Linked DNA regions of Mus musculus: region 2 is linked to region 1. Evidence: chromatin contacts called from public promoter capture Hi-C data. All regions are on one chromosome and are shown on one strand. Each heading gives the region's core, a stretch centred on a gene start, on an enhancer-like site or on the middle of the called end of the contact. The rest is flanking DNA. Distances are from core to core; before and after follow the strand shown. Region 1 overlaps Stxbp6 (syntaxin binding protein 6 (amisyn)). Region 2 has its middle 17 kb from the start of Gm24731.

What was found. Capture Hi-C pulls out chosen DNA fragments and counts their contacts.
Region 2: a contact with region 1 is called in a promoter capture Hi-C map of adipose tissue. The contact joins two enhancer-like sites. A contact is called at or near these places in 2 of 39 promoter capture datasets (3T3-L1-derived adipocytes and embryonic stem cells), 1 of 484 Hi-C or Micro-C datasets (bone marrow-derived macrophages), 1 of 115 datasets of contacts at active chromatin or transcription factors (heart atrium) and 1 of 9 other capture datasets (adipose tissue).

Annotation. Positions count from the first base shown.
Region 1 is chr12:45,011,044-45,017,080 of GRCm38.p6, forward strand. The region is part of intron 2 of Stxbp6 (syntaxin binding protein 6 (amisyn)); the gene reads right to left. Gm38487 (a long non-coding RNA gene) reads right to left here. Exons shown (of 2, transcript XR_381564.3): 1 at 2,621-6,037; 2 at 1-1,940. Among named protein-coding and RNA genes, the nearest start is that of Gm38487, 5.4 kb to the right of the region's middle. Within about 2 kb of position 2,353, at least 62 of the 459 cell types and tissues checked have an H3K27ac peak or open chromatin away from gene starts, as enhancers often do. A contact at or near this core is called in adipose tissue, where this site is marked.
Region 2 is chr12:45,089,370-45,095,406 of GRCm38.p6, forward strand. No RefSeq gene overlaps it. Among named protein-coding and RNA genes, the nearest start is that of Gm24731, 17 kb to the right of the region's middle. Within about 2 kb of position 3,237, at least 22 of the 459 cell types and tissues checked have an H3K27ac peak or open chromatin away from gene starts, as enhancers often do. A contact at or near this core is called in adipose tissue, where this site is marked.

The DNA of each region.
Region 1 (6,037 bases), core at 1,103-3,602:
GAAAATAGAAACTTGGATCTTAAGGAATAACAGACAGGTATAAGCCTGGCATGGCAAATCCACTTCCAAGCACTCATGGGCTTCACAGAGTAATGTGGTTTGTTAAGCAGATGCATGGTTTGCATGCAGCCTAACATGAGCTCCACAGCCTCAACCACATGGGGTCCACATATGGTAGATAAAAAATAACTTGTGTTCAGAAGGTGGGTGGAAGTGACAGAAATTACATCATCATAGAGGTTACAACTAAAACACAAAATGCAGTCCCCATTTTGATCTCAATAGCCCTCCTGAAGGAAACATAGACTGAAAATTATCCCTGTGAGAAAAGATCTGATGTAGTAAGCACCCATTAAATGATCATTTATTCTTCATATACAGGCTCTGCCTGCAGGGAAAACACTCAGGTACCTGAAGATTCGAAGGCAGCAGCTTTCTACTACGGGTCACAGTGGAAGCATTTATAAATCGCTCATTTTAGATGACTCTCAAAGTCTGAAGACAAAAGACACTTCCCTATTTTCTCCTTGGTAACTGGACCATTGGGTGGAATAAAATCTTCTGCTCAGCAATTTAATGAATTTAAAGGGAACTGAGAGAAAGACACCAGCAGCATCTCATTGTGAGTAAGAGCAACTTCTGCAGAGTCAAAGGAAGCCTCGGCTACTCTGATCCATCTTAAACCCCAGAGTTAGCCCTGAGCTCAGGCTTTGCAGTATGGAAACCAGAGAACCTCAGCAGGCGTGCGTGAGGTCCCTGCTGCTAAAGCCCACCCGTATTAGAGGCTCACATCTGGTGATCAGAACAGAACGGAGGAACCCCAGCAGCGCAGTGCCGAGTGGCAGTGTGGATGTGGTTGCGAGCACACTTGTGCTCAGAGAACAGTAGGCAATTGGCAGGCTGAGCTTTACAGTCCTGGAGAACCTGCCAAGTGCACTGGGCTTCTGGTCAGTTGCTGTTTCTTCTGGAAAATTCTGCATATGGTTTAGCATAACTAATTAGGGTAAAATATTAATCAATCATAGTCTCTCTCTCTCTCTCTCTCTCTCTCTCCCCATACACACACACATACACACATACACATACACACACACACACCACAGTAACAGGAAAGAATTGCAGAAACAAATAAAAACCTGAGCTGGCTTTTAAAAGTTGGGCCCGAGGCATCTGTGTCAGCCTCTCCCAATTCTGTTGTTTGGTTAGCAGTGCACTTGACTGACCCCAGAGAATGTTTTGTTCCATTTTGTTTCTTCTTTTGAAGTACTGAAGATAGGTGTAGAAAAAAAATAGCCTCTCATGTTCCAGAGACGGGAACCTGACGGACTGAGCGGGTTCTTTGATTAAGCGTGTTCTTACTCCCAACATTCAGGGCAATCCATAAACGCCCATGAGGTCAGATCCTTAAGTTTCCATCCCAAATCCCTGAGACAGAACAGCAATACATACGATGCCAGCTAATAGTGGACCTTGCGGAGGGAGGTTGGAAATAATTTTGGAGTAAAGAGATTTAAGAGAAGCTGACTTAGAAAGCAAGGATCAGAATGACTGCGATTGTTGTTGGGTGGACCACAGGAAGGAGTGCCAGTGAAGCCGGGGCAGGGAGCCCCAGGGGAGCCCAAAGGAAACCAAATCTGATCTGCTGTGTGACAGTGCTTCACATGATGCAAGTATCCATGTCTGTCACAGCCATACATTTTAAAACCCCGCCGATGAATTAGCATTGCCTAACATAAACCTGACACTGCTCAGGTTGAATGGCATCTGTTTCAGGCACTACATAGATACATCCAGAGCCCAGTTACCTTTTAAACGATCCTCGAGTACTGGTAGCAGACACTCCCACTTTGGAGATCAGAACATTGAGCCTCAAAGCTTGGGCAAAGTAGGGTATCAATCAATGCCTTAGCAGACACTAACTGGATGTCTAAGTTGGTGCTCTACAATATAGGGATAGAAATGCGAAGATAAGAGAGACTCGTAGAATTCACACCTCTGCCCACAATGTACTGATCAATCCCAGATGATGATGTCTCAGCATCACGACAAAGTGCACTATCCTCTAAAAGCACAAGCTGAGAAAAGCCCCAAACCAAAGAACCACGTGTGTGATTGACCACAGTCCCCCCTTGGTTAGCTGCTGTTGGATACCTACAGCCCCTTGCCTTGCTAGCCACAATCCAGAGGGAACTCTGTCTCCGGGGCTCCCTAGCCACTTGTTCTACCTTTGCAATTACTGAAAACTAATCCTATCCAACACAAGTGAGTGAGTCAGCTGTGAAACTGCTCCTGGAAACAGGGGGCTGGGTGGTGGGAGAGTGCACAGATGGCGTTTCCTTTTTAAATGAAATGTTTTGGCATCAGCCTCTGTCAAGAGCTTTCCCTTGTTTCCATCTGGTTTGGGTCCTGGAACACACACAGGAGAGAATGGGAAAAGCAAACTCCGCCTGCGTGCTAAACCACTAGAAAAGCTAAAGTGCCTGCCAGGACTTCCTCTAGTTCCCCAGAGACCAGAGCATTCTGCTCAAGGAATGTCTTCATGTTGTGTTAAGGGAATGGGAGAGCTCTGTTCTTCAGACCTAGCCCTGTGTTGGAGAAAAATATTTGAAAGTGTGTATACTTTGGAGCAGAGAGTCTTTCTTGCGTGTGGTCTCAGCCCTGTGTTCTCTCGCTGTTCCACTTCATGCAGGGCACTTATCCTCTTAGCTCTGGCTGGGTCATCTGGAGAGCAGAAATAACAGAAGCTAGCATGTTGATTAACTGAGATGGTACATAGTAACTTCCTGGTTGTCTACTGTTGGGCTCATCTGTTCAAAGGGGCTTCAGAAAAAGATAATGATATTACTATTAATTTTCACAAGAAATTGCCTAGAATCGTAAGAACACCTAAGAACACTTCTATTCTACAAATGAACAAACAAACCAAGTTTGTGCATAGCCAGGTCACTATGAGGAGACACTGAATTGCTCTGGGGAGTCGGTTTCTAAGACTCAAATATATCTACTAGTAGCACCTTTAAATGTGTATGAGATTTACAGCTTGGCTTACAAATCTTACCATCCAGCAAAACCGAAAGCATAACCTGTAGGAAACAAGGCAAGGCCAAGGAATGCTCATCAGCTGCTTGAGATAGTGAAGAAGGACACCTGATTTTGGAATTCTCACGCAACTCTTATACCAGTAGAAAGCAGAGCACAGTCATTAAGGGAACACAAACTAGGGTCAAGCTACCCAGGTTCAAAACCAGGTACTGCTACTCATGACAACATTCTTAAGCAAGCTAATTCATGTCTGTCTTCAGTTCCTCACCAAAAAAATGAAAAGAACTACATCACAGCAGTATTGTAAGGGTAGAATGGATGACCATAGGGAAAGAAATGGAGCCAACGGTTATGACTATTTTAACCAATGGTTTCATTATTACAAAGAGAAAGATTATCAATAAACATTACAGAGAACATTGCAGTTTTATAAAACTAAAAAGACTACAAGAAAACTAACAGAAATAAGATAACAAGGGTAACTTTGTTTTGGATTTCATTGCTTTCCAAAGTTACTTCACCTTCACCTTATGGCTGAATTTACATACCAAATCTTTGTAATAGAGGCATACCCTGACAAGTCCTACACCTGTATAAATGTCTATTAATGAATGCCTTTGACATGAATAGGAAGAAACGGCATATGAAAAAGGAACACTTCTCTATCACCTGTAAACAGAGAAGAATCCACTCTTTTGGATACCACCTGAGCTAAGTCAGAGGCATGGGGGTACGTTAGCAACAGCCTAGATTTACTTTTTAATGGAAGCACATAAAACTGTAGAACTGTAGAAGGGAACTAAAAAGTACTCTTGTAAATAAAATCCAATACCCCAAATAAGGCATTATGTCACATATTCCAGTGCACAGTCCATAGTCTAAGTCCCTCAATTGGTAAAATGCATTTAATACCTGCATAATGCAGGTGGTTTTCCACAAGCTTCCTGGTGAAGTTAGTGCGTCCTGGAAGAGGCCAGCGTTAGTGTTCCTCAAAAGGTTCCAGGGTTACTCCTTTGAACACTAAGGTTAACAGCTGCTAAGATGCAGGGCCGAAGCACCAGCTTCCGTCCTCCTAATCTACTGCCTTCTGTGGAACACATCTGCATAATTACTTCATCAGAGTGTATTCAGAACTTTTTTTTAAACACAATTTTGTTCGTTCTACAAATCTGTAATAATTTGAGAAGAACTAAGGTTTTTCTGTTCTATCAAGATATGTAAAAGAATGTGCTAATCACAAAAATTGGTTTCCATGTGCTCCTTCTGTGGGCACATAGCAGCAGCCAGCGAGAGAGTGGATCCATTTATGAATATGAAAGCTAATATCAAATATTATACATACCAAATTAAAATAGAATCAGGTAAACAGGTTGTAAGGATGGAAATTACAGGATTTCAGCAGAAAAGTGAACTGTAAGAACAAAGCAATTTTAATTTAGCATGGGTCAGTTTAATTTACAAACCCAAATTATCATGGGGATATAAGCTGGATCTTTATCCTTTGAATGTATTAATAGTTCCAAGTCTATACCCGAATCAGCCAAATAACAAGCCAGTCCTAAATCCAAATAGCAGCCTCTAATAAGTACTTAACATATAACTTCACCTAGAAATATGGGAGGTACTGTGAAGAACTTAGAAGAACATACCAGTTCTAGCTTTGAACATCCTAATGATGTTTTCCACACATGTCTGTCCATGTGGCCACATGCACTGGTAGTTCATTTCTTTTCACTACTGGATAAATTCTACCGCATAGATATAAAATACTTTGTTCATTCACTCAACATAGTTGGAGACGTAAATTATCTTTGGTTTTTGTTGTTAGGAATTTACAACCTGTCATATGGGAGGAATTTCCTAAGTGTGACATATTTACTAAGTACATGGTTATATATACGGTTCTGTGATTGGCTCATTTGGTAAGACTTTCATATGAACAGTTTTTGCTCATTTGCTTGCATTCTTTCATTTTATAAGGCAAAGTTTTCTCTATGTATCCTGGCTGACCCGGAAATCACTCAGTTGACCAGGCTGGCCTTGAATCCAGAGATCCATCTGCCTCTGCCTCTGAAGTGCTGGAATCAAAAGTCTGTGTCACCACACCCAGATTATACTCACACCTTTATCAACCCCCACCCCCCCAAAAAAAGAAGTTGACTTGAGTGTCCAGTGAGAAACTGGCAAGTTCAATCTCCTTGTGCATAAATTGGAATGACTACCTTTTTTCTTCCAAAATAATAGCAAAAAAACCCACTATAGATCCTCTTATTTCCTCTACTTTGGTATATATTGAAAATATTTCCTTACAATATATAACTTCTCTGAAAATAGTAGGTTTTATAGTCACAGACCTCTGGGTCTCACATCATAAATTATGTATGACACTGAGGGAAAAAAATCACATAAATACTAGACTAGTTAAGATACTATATAAATATACCAACGCCTACATGCATATTTTGCAAGCTTCTTTTTTTCCTTCATCTTAATGCTTCATAGTGTTTAAAGGATGGTTAAAAAATATTGCAGACCTTGCCTTAATGAATACAAAAGTTGCCTGCTAGAAATGAAGAGTTGATTTTCATCTACGAAGCTCCCAGAAAGCACAGGCGATTTACACTAAGCGCAGGAAGAGGCCTGTGATCCTTGCTTTCCCTTCAAATCCTCCCCCTTGTAGTCAGCTACAAAGAAGTGGTCCCTAATAGTCTAGAGGAAATGGAAAACCCAGAGGCCGATTGCATCGCTAATAAGACTACCCTTCCTCTCCCTGAATGGTCTTCCCACAACCCACTTCAAGACATGGAAGCCCTTTCTTCCAAACAGGACTAATTCTTCCAGACCTACATATTTGTATTTTTCTTTTGCTTTCTTCATAGTTTATAATTATGTGGATGTTCTTTTAAAGCAATTAATGTCCACAGTAACCCACCTAACTTGTATATTTGTTTTCTTATAAGTATACACTCAGCACCTAGGACATTTGGCCAAAGAT
Region 2 (6,037 bases), core at 1,987-4,486, 79 kb after region 1:
AGAAGAAAAGACCAAAGGGACATGAGGGTAGGATATGGCTAGCTGGGAGAAAAAGGTCCGTGGGAGAAATGGGAATGGTGGTGGTGGTGTGATGTGTGTGTGTGTGTGTGTGTGTGTGTGTGTGTGTGTGTGTGTGCGTGTGTGTGAATGTGATCACAGTACATTACTTACAGGTAGGATGTTATCAGACATTTAAAAATTACACCCCCCCTCACTGTTGTGGATTTGGTCTAACACTTGTATTATGTTAATTTGGGTCCCCAGTCTAAGACACTGAGGGTTCCTGCCTCAAGTTCATTTTGATTGGTAAACAAAGTTTCCAGTGGCCAATGGGCAGGGAGATGGAGGCAGGACTTTCAGGATTCCTGGGCAAGGGACTGCGAGAGAGAGGAAGAAAGGTAGAGCAAGGCAATTGCAAGGAAAGAAGTAGCACCCACTGTGTTAGGCTCAAACTCACTCATTTCCCAAATGGAAAACATGTGCTGTGATGTCAGATTAAGAGGTGAGGAGATAAAGTTTGCCTGACCAATGGGCCTCTTTCCAGTGATGACCGACTAGGCCATCTTTTGATACATATGCAGCTAGAGTCAAGAGCTCTGGGGTACTGGTTAGTTCATAATGTTGTTCCACCGATAGGGTTGCAGATTTCTTTAGCTCCTTGGATACTTTCTCTAGCTCCTCCATTGGGGGCCTTGTGATCCATCCAATAGTTGACTGTGAGCATCCACTTCTGTGTTTGCTAGGCCCCGGCCTAGTCTCACAAGGGACAGCTATATCAAGGTCCTTGCAACAAAGGCTTGCTAGTGTATGCAATGGTGTCATCGTTTCGCCAGGGCCAAAAAATGGGAATGGGTGGGTAGGGGAATGGGGGGGGGGGACTTTAGGGATAGCATTGGAAATGTAATTGAGAAAAATACGTAATAAAAAAAATAAATTAAAAAAATAAAAAGAGGTGAGGAGAATTTGTTTCTTAGCAGAGCTGCGCAGTTTTTACCCAGACCACGTGGGTTTGGGACTAGGACAAAGGGCATGCTGAATGGGCACGTATAACTCAGGGTTTGTGGCTAAGGCTAGTACACACCTAGGCTGACCCAGGGATATGCAGCTAAGAATTCAGCTGGACACTTTCCTGTTCTGGGCTGCTGTGAAGAGCTTAAACCATGGATGCTGAGAGCTCCTGCTGGGATAAGGCAAGCTGAAGCGATGTGGCCTGAATAAGATAGGAATAAAGGAAACTTTAATTGTTTTAAGGATAGAAGGATAAGTCTGAGAGTAGGCTCATACAGAAATATAGAAGAGAATTTAATTGAAGTTAAATACATAGGAAAGGATGTTAATTCAAGTTATATAAAGAGAAAGGTGACATAATATATGTAACCACAGAGATGCTAATATCCATAGAAGGGAGAATTAATGAAAATTGATTTTATTATTTTTAAGGATAGAGAAGAGACATAATGTAAATGGTTTAAAGGAAGTTCAAAAAGTCTATGCATTGCAGGCAACTGGGTTCCTTGAACATGGGCTTCATGGGAATTATTGAATTGCTTAGCCTGGTGTGACAAATTAATAGCCTGGAAATATGCGTATATTGTAAGCAGAAGGGAATTTAATTGAAATTGAAAAAAGAAAGGGTATCAATTTAACTCTTATGAAGATAAAGGTAATATATATATATATATATATATATATATATATATATACATATATATATATATATATATATACACACACACACAGATAGATAGATAGATAGATAGATAGATAGATAGATAGATAGATAGATGGTAGATATCAATCTCCACAAAAAGGAGATTTTTAAGTGTACATAGATGAATAAATAAATTGAGGCCTCTGATCTCATAAAGGTCAGTGCAGGTGTTAGAGAGGAAAGCCTTATCTCAGAGAGATAGTCAAAAGTTAGGCCTTGATCTTGTGTCAGGACAAGGCAGGGGATAGTGAAGAAGCACTGTTTGAATGGATAATAATAATTGTTTAGATTGCTTTAATTGCTTTGAATTGTTTTAATTATCAAAATGCCGGCGGTTATAAGTTTGGTGCTTATGGTATTAAAAATCTTCTGTGCAAGGTGTCAAAATGGAACAGGCCTAAAGAGAAAGGAGGCTGCTAATTTGAATCAATCTATACCTTTGATGATTTGGGGCTGCGAGGCATGAGAGCTACAGAAGAGAGAATGCAGGTCGATTTGAATAGAGACGAATTGGTTACCTCAACACCCCATCAATTTCACCTAATGGAAAGCTTCCTAACTGGGCAGGGTCTCATCTCCAGATGTGGAAAACACATCCCACTTTTCGTGGCAGAATACTTCGAGAAGTGGTTGGCACAGGGACAAGGACACAGTACAATACAAATTTCAAATTGGTTGGTATCTGGTGGCTTCAGTTTACTTTCCCTCAGAGAGTGAAAGCAGAGTAGACTTCCTTATTGTGATTGGCCTACTTGTGGATTTGGCTTTGGTTTCTCTGCTAATTTAACTCTTATAAAGATAAAGAACATAATGACAGATAAACATCTCAGCTTCAGTTTGGAGACCTGAAACTTTCAATGACTGATGATGACATAGGGCTTGACCTTTTGGGGTCATGAGCGAGGTCTAATTCTACAATAATGTCTTCCATAAACTTCATATAACTCCTTGTGCCAATCACTTCTTGCATCTCTCTGTTTACTCGTCATATATATTAAATATAATTCTCTCCAGCTTACGATGAAGTGGCCACAGTTTTAAACCTGGCAAGTTATCTAGCCTAAGAACATTGCTTTTAAATACACAGAATCCTGCTTTGGATGAAATAGAGACCCCATAGAAGGCAGTTTGCTAATTAAAAGAGAATTTGAATAATATTTGTTACATTGTTCATTTATTCCTTTATTCATAAAATGTTGCCCAAGGTGGCTCTTTCTAACCATAACCTACCCTACTCAGAGGAATTCTCTCTGTTTGATAAATGTGCATGAGGGAAAGATGACTGAAAGTATCAGAAACAGATATATATTTAATGTTCTGATATTGAAAAACCAAGGAAAGAAAGTGGGATAGGATTGGTGGAGGATGGTTTGAACAGAAACTGTCTTTTCTTAATAGTTTTGGGAAGGGTGTGATGGGGTAAACCTGCTAACTCCTTATTTCTGTCCTCTGCTTAAATATCTGAGCTATATGCTTTTTTTCATGACTCATACTACCACCACCCTAAACTGGTCATGAATTGAAAACAGGAAAGAGGAAGGAGCCTTTAAAAGGACTGGTCTCAACAGAATTGTTAGGGGTTCACTGACTTCCCCTTATATGTTCATCAGGCTTTAATTATATTCTTATCTGGTGCTCTCTTCTTAAACAAACAAAAAAAAATCGGCAAGAATTTAGATTCATGCGGATTGTCTCCTGTAACAATTTCTAACTCTGTAATGTTTACCAAAACCCTCCCAACGTTTCTGCCATGATGATGTCATAAGATAGAGTATCTTCTCGTCATTCACTAGTATTTTTTCTTTATGTCTTCTCTTTATCATTGAGCACAATTTAATAATCTCAAGAATATGTGCTAGCTCTCTTATTGTTAGAAACATACTATAGTTAAAAATCAACTATACCTCAGACATAAGCTATAGTAAAGAGGATCAATTATTTGCTAGCTATAGAATATTGCACCAAACAGAAAGGGAATATAAAACTTTCTTAGCAGCAGTCCACAGAACATAAAAGATCACACTGTAGACCACTAAATGTGCTTTAACAAATACAAAAGAATCAAAGTACATCTATGTCTTAAAACATAGAACTTAACATAGTACATAACACTTAACATAGTGAAATAAAAACAAAAATTGCCAACAATGGGAACTACACAAATGTTTGAATAATGAGCAATATGTTTTTGAATGAACAGTTCATCACTGAATAAATCAAGAAGGACAATTTAGGAATCTAAAATTTTCATATGGTTAAACAAAACTGATAACACACCTCTCAGTTCCAAAGGAAACTCCAGCTCCCTAAATCCAAAGGGTAGTGCCCATGTCCACAAGTGGCAGTCTAGGCTCAGTTCAAGCTGGACTTTAGAAAGATTTCTCGAATATAGTTAAAATCCTATGGTTGGCATTTCTCAGGAACCTAAAAAGGCAGGTCCCTTGCCTACCAAAAGAGCCCCTTCCCTGGGATATATTTCTGTTGGGTATACCTATGGTTGCATATCAAAGCCTTTGTTGGCTTCTACGCTCCTTCAGACCCTACTCAACATTGTGTTCAAAGCCCAGACTATTCTTCTGGCCCGTCTCCCCTTCCCCATTTCTTCTCCACTATGCTAGCTCCCAGGCTATTGCAGTTCACAGGCTACCCTCTCTCAGATTTATTCTTTTACATCAGGTTTTACCCCATCCCCACCAGCTCTGCTATTCTGGCTTCTCTCACAGATAGTCCTGATATTGTCCAGGCTGCTTCTTTTGTTTGTTGTTTTTTTCTCTGCTCTGGGCTGTTCTAGATGCCTCTAGTTGTTCTCTCTCTCTCTCTTCAACCACCCTCCCCCAACCAGGGAGCATCCATTTCTTTATTGTGCTCTTGCTTACATCTGGTGCCAAAAACCCAGGAGGGAAACAATAAGTCCTTGTTCCCAAGAGGCCAGGCTGCTCCTAACAGAACTAACTAAGCTGCTGATTCGGCCCTAAGGTATGGATCATTTGTTAATTCTGGCTTCTGTCACCCATCATATTCAACTCCAAATTTCGGAGTCCACCTCTCTGGCTGCTTCTCTTCTGCCTGCTTTAAACCCTGTTCTCTCCATCTCTATTCTGGTAAGTGCTACCTCTGAGCTGTCTGCTTAGTCTCTTCTCTCTCCTTGACTTACTGGAGTTTCTCTGTATCTTTGTTTCTATCACTCTCTTCTGGAGCAGTCACACTGCTACACACTTGCTATAAATGTCACACTGGCTACAGTGTATCAGACAGTTTCTTTCACCTTAGGAGGTGCCTGTTGAATGAAAATGGACACCTCTCAATTGTGATTCATTGACATTGCTCTCTGTCAAGTCTCCTGTTCTGCTTGGGGATCAAATTGAGATAGATAATTGTCACCATGTCAACTACCCTTCTAAGACTCTAGTCATTGCCTGACTCCCTCCCCCAGACACTACTATTGACCTGTATTTCAACCTAAAATATCTAGGGTGCAGCTAAGGCAATTCTAAGAAGAAACTTAACAGCTTAAATGCTTAAGACTTATGGAGAGAGAGAGAGAGAGAGAGAGAGAGAGAGAGACATAGACACAGAGACACACAGAGAGAGACAGACAGAGAAAGAAACAGAGACAGAGAAAACCAAATCCAATTGTAGTAAGTTCCAAGAAATAATAAAGATTAGGGTCAAAAGTAATGAAAGAAGATCAAAACAACAATACAAAGAATTGATCAAAGAGTTGGTTCTTTGAAAGACTGACAGGCTCTCGTCTCAGTCTCTCCCTTTCACCTCCCCTCACCTCTTCCACCCCTCTTTCCCCTTCTCAGAAAAGGAGTGACCTCCCATGGATATCAACCAGCCTTGGCTATCAAATTGCAGTAAGGCTAGGCTCAACTGCATCTTCTTCTACTGGGGCTAGACAAGGCAGGCCCGTGAGGAGAAGGCGATCCAAAGGCAGACAATACAGTCAGAGACAATCCTGCTCCCCAGTAAGGAGTCCCAACTGAAGACCCAGGTGTACAACTGTTATAACAAACAGACAGTAGCACACAATTTTGTTACATATAGTAACAAAATTTCATCCCATGGATACAAAGTTGATTAAGCATATGTAAATTTAAAAATATATTGTGGCAAATCCGTATAAGAACAAAAATCACATGATAACCTTAACAGACACAGTAATAATCTTAATAGACATATAGTCAAAACAAACTAAAAGGGGGTTACTATATGTTAATTCTTATGAAATGAACTTATAAAATTATATTTATTAAAAATAAGCCATCTTTTGAAATCAGTTGGATAATTTCATTTTCAAATATTTTAGTTAGAGTTTCTAGT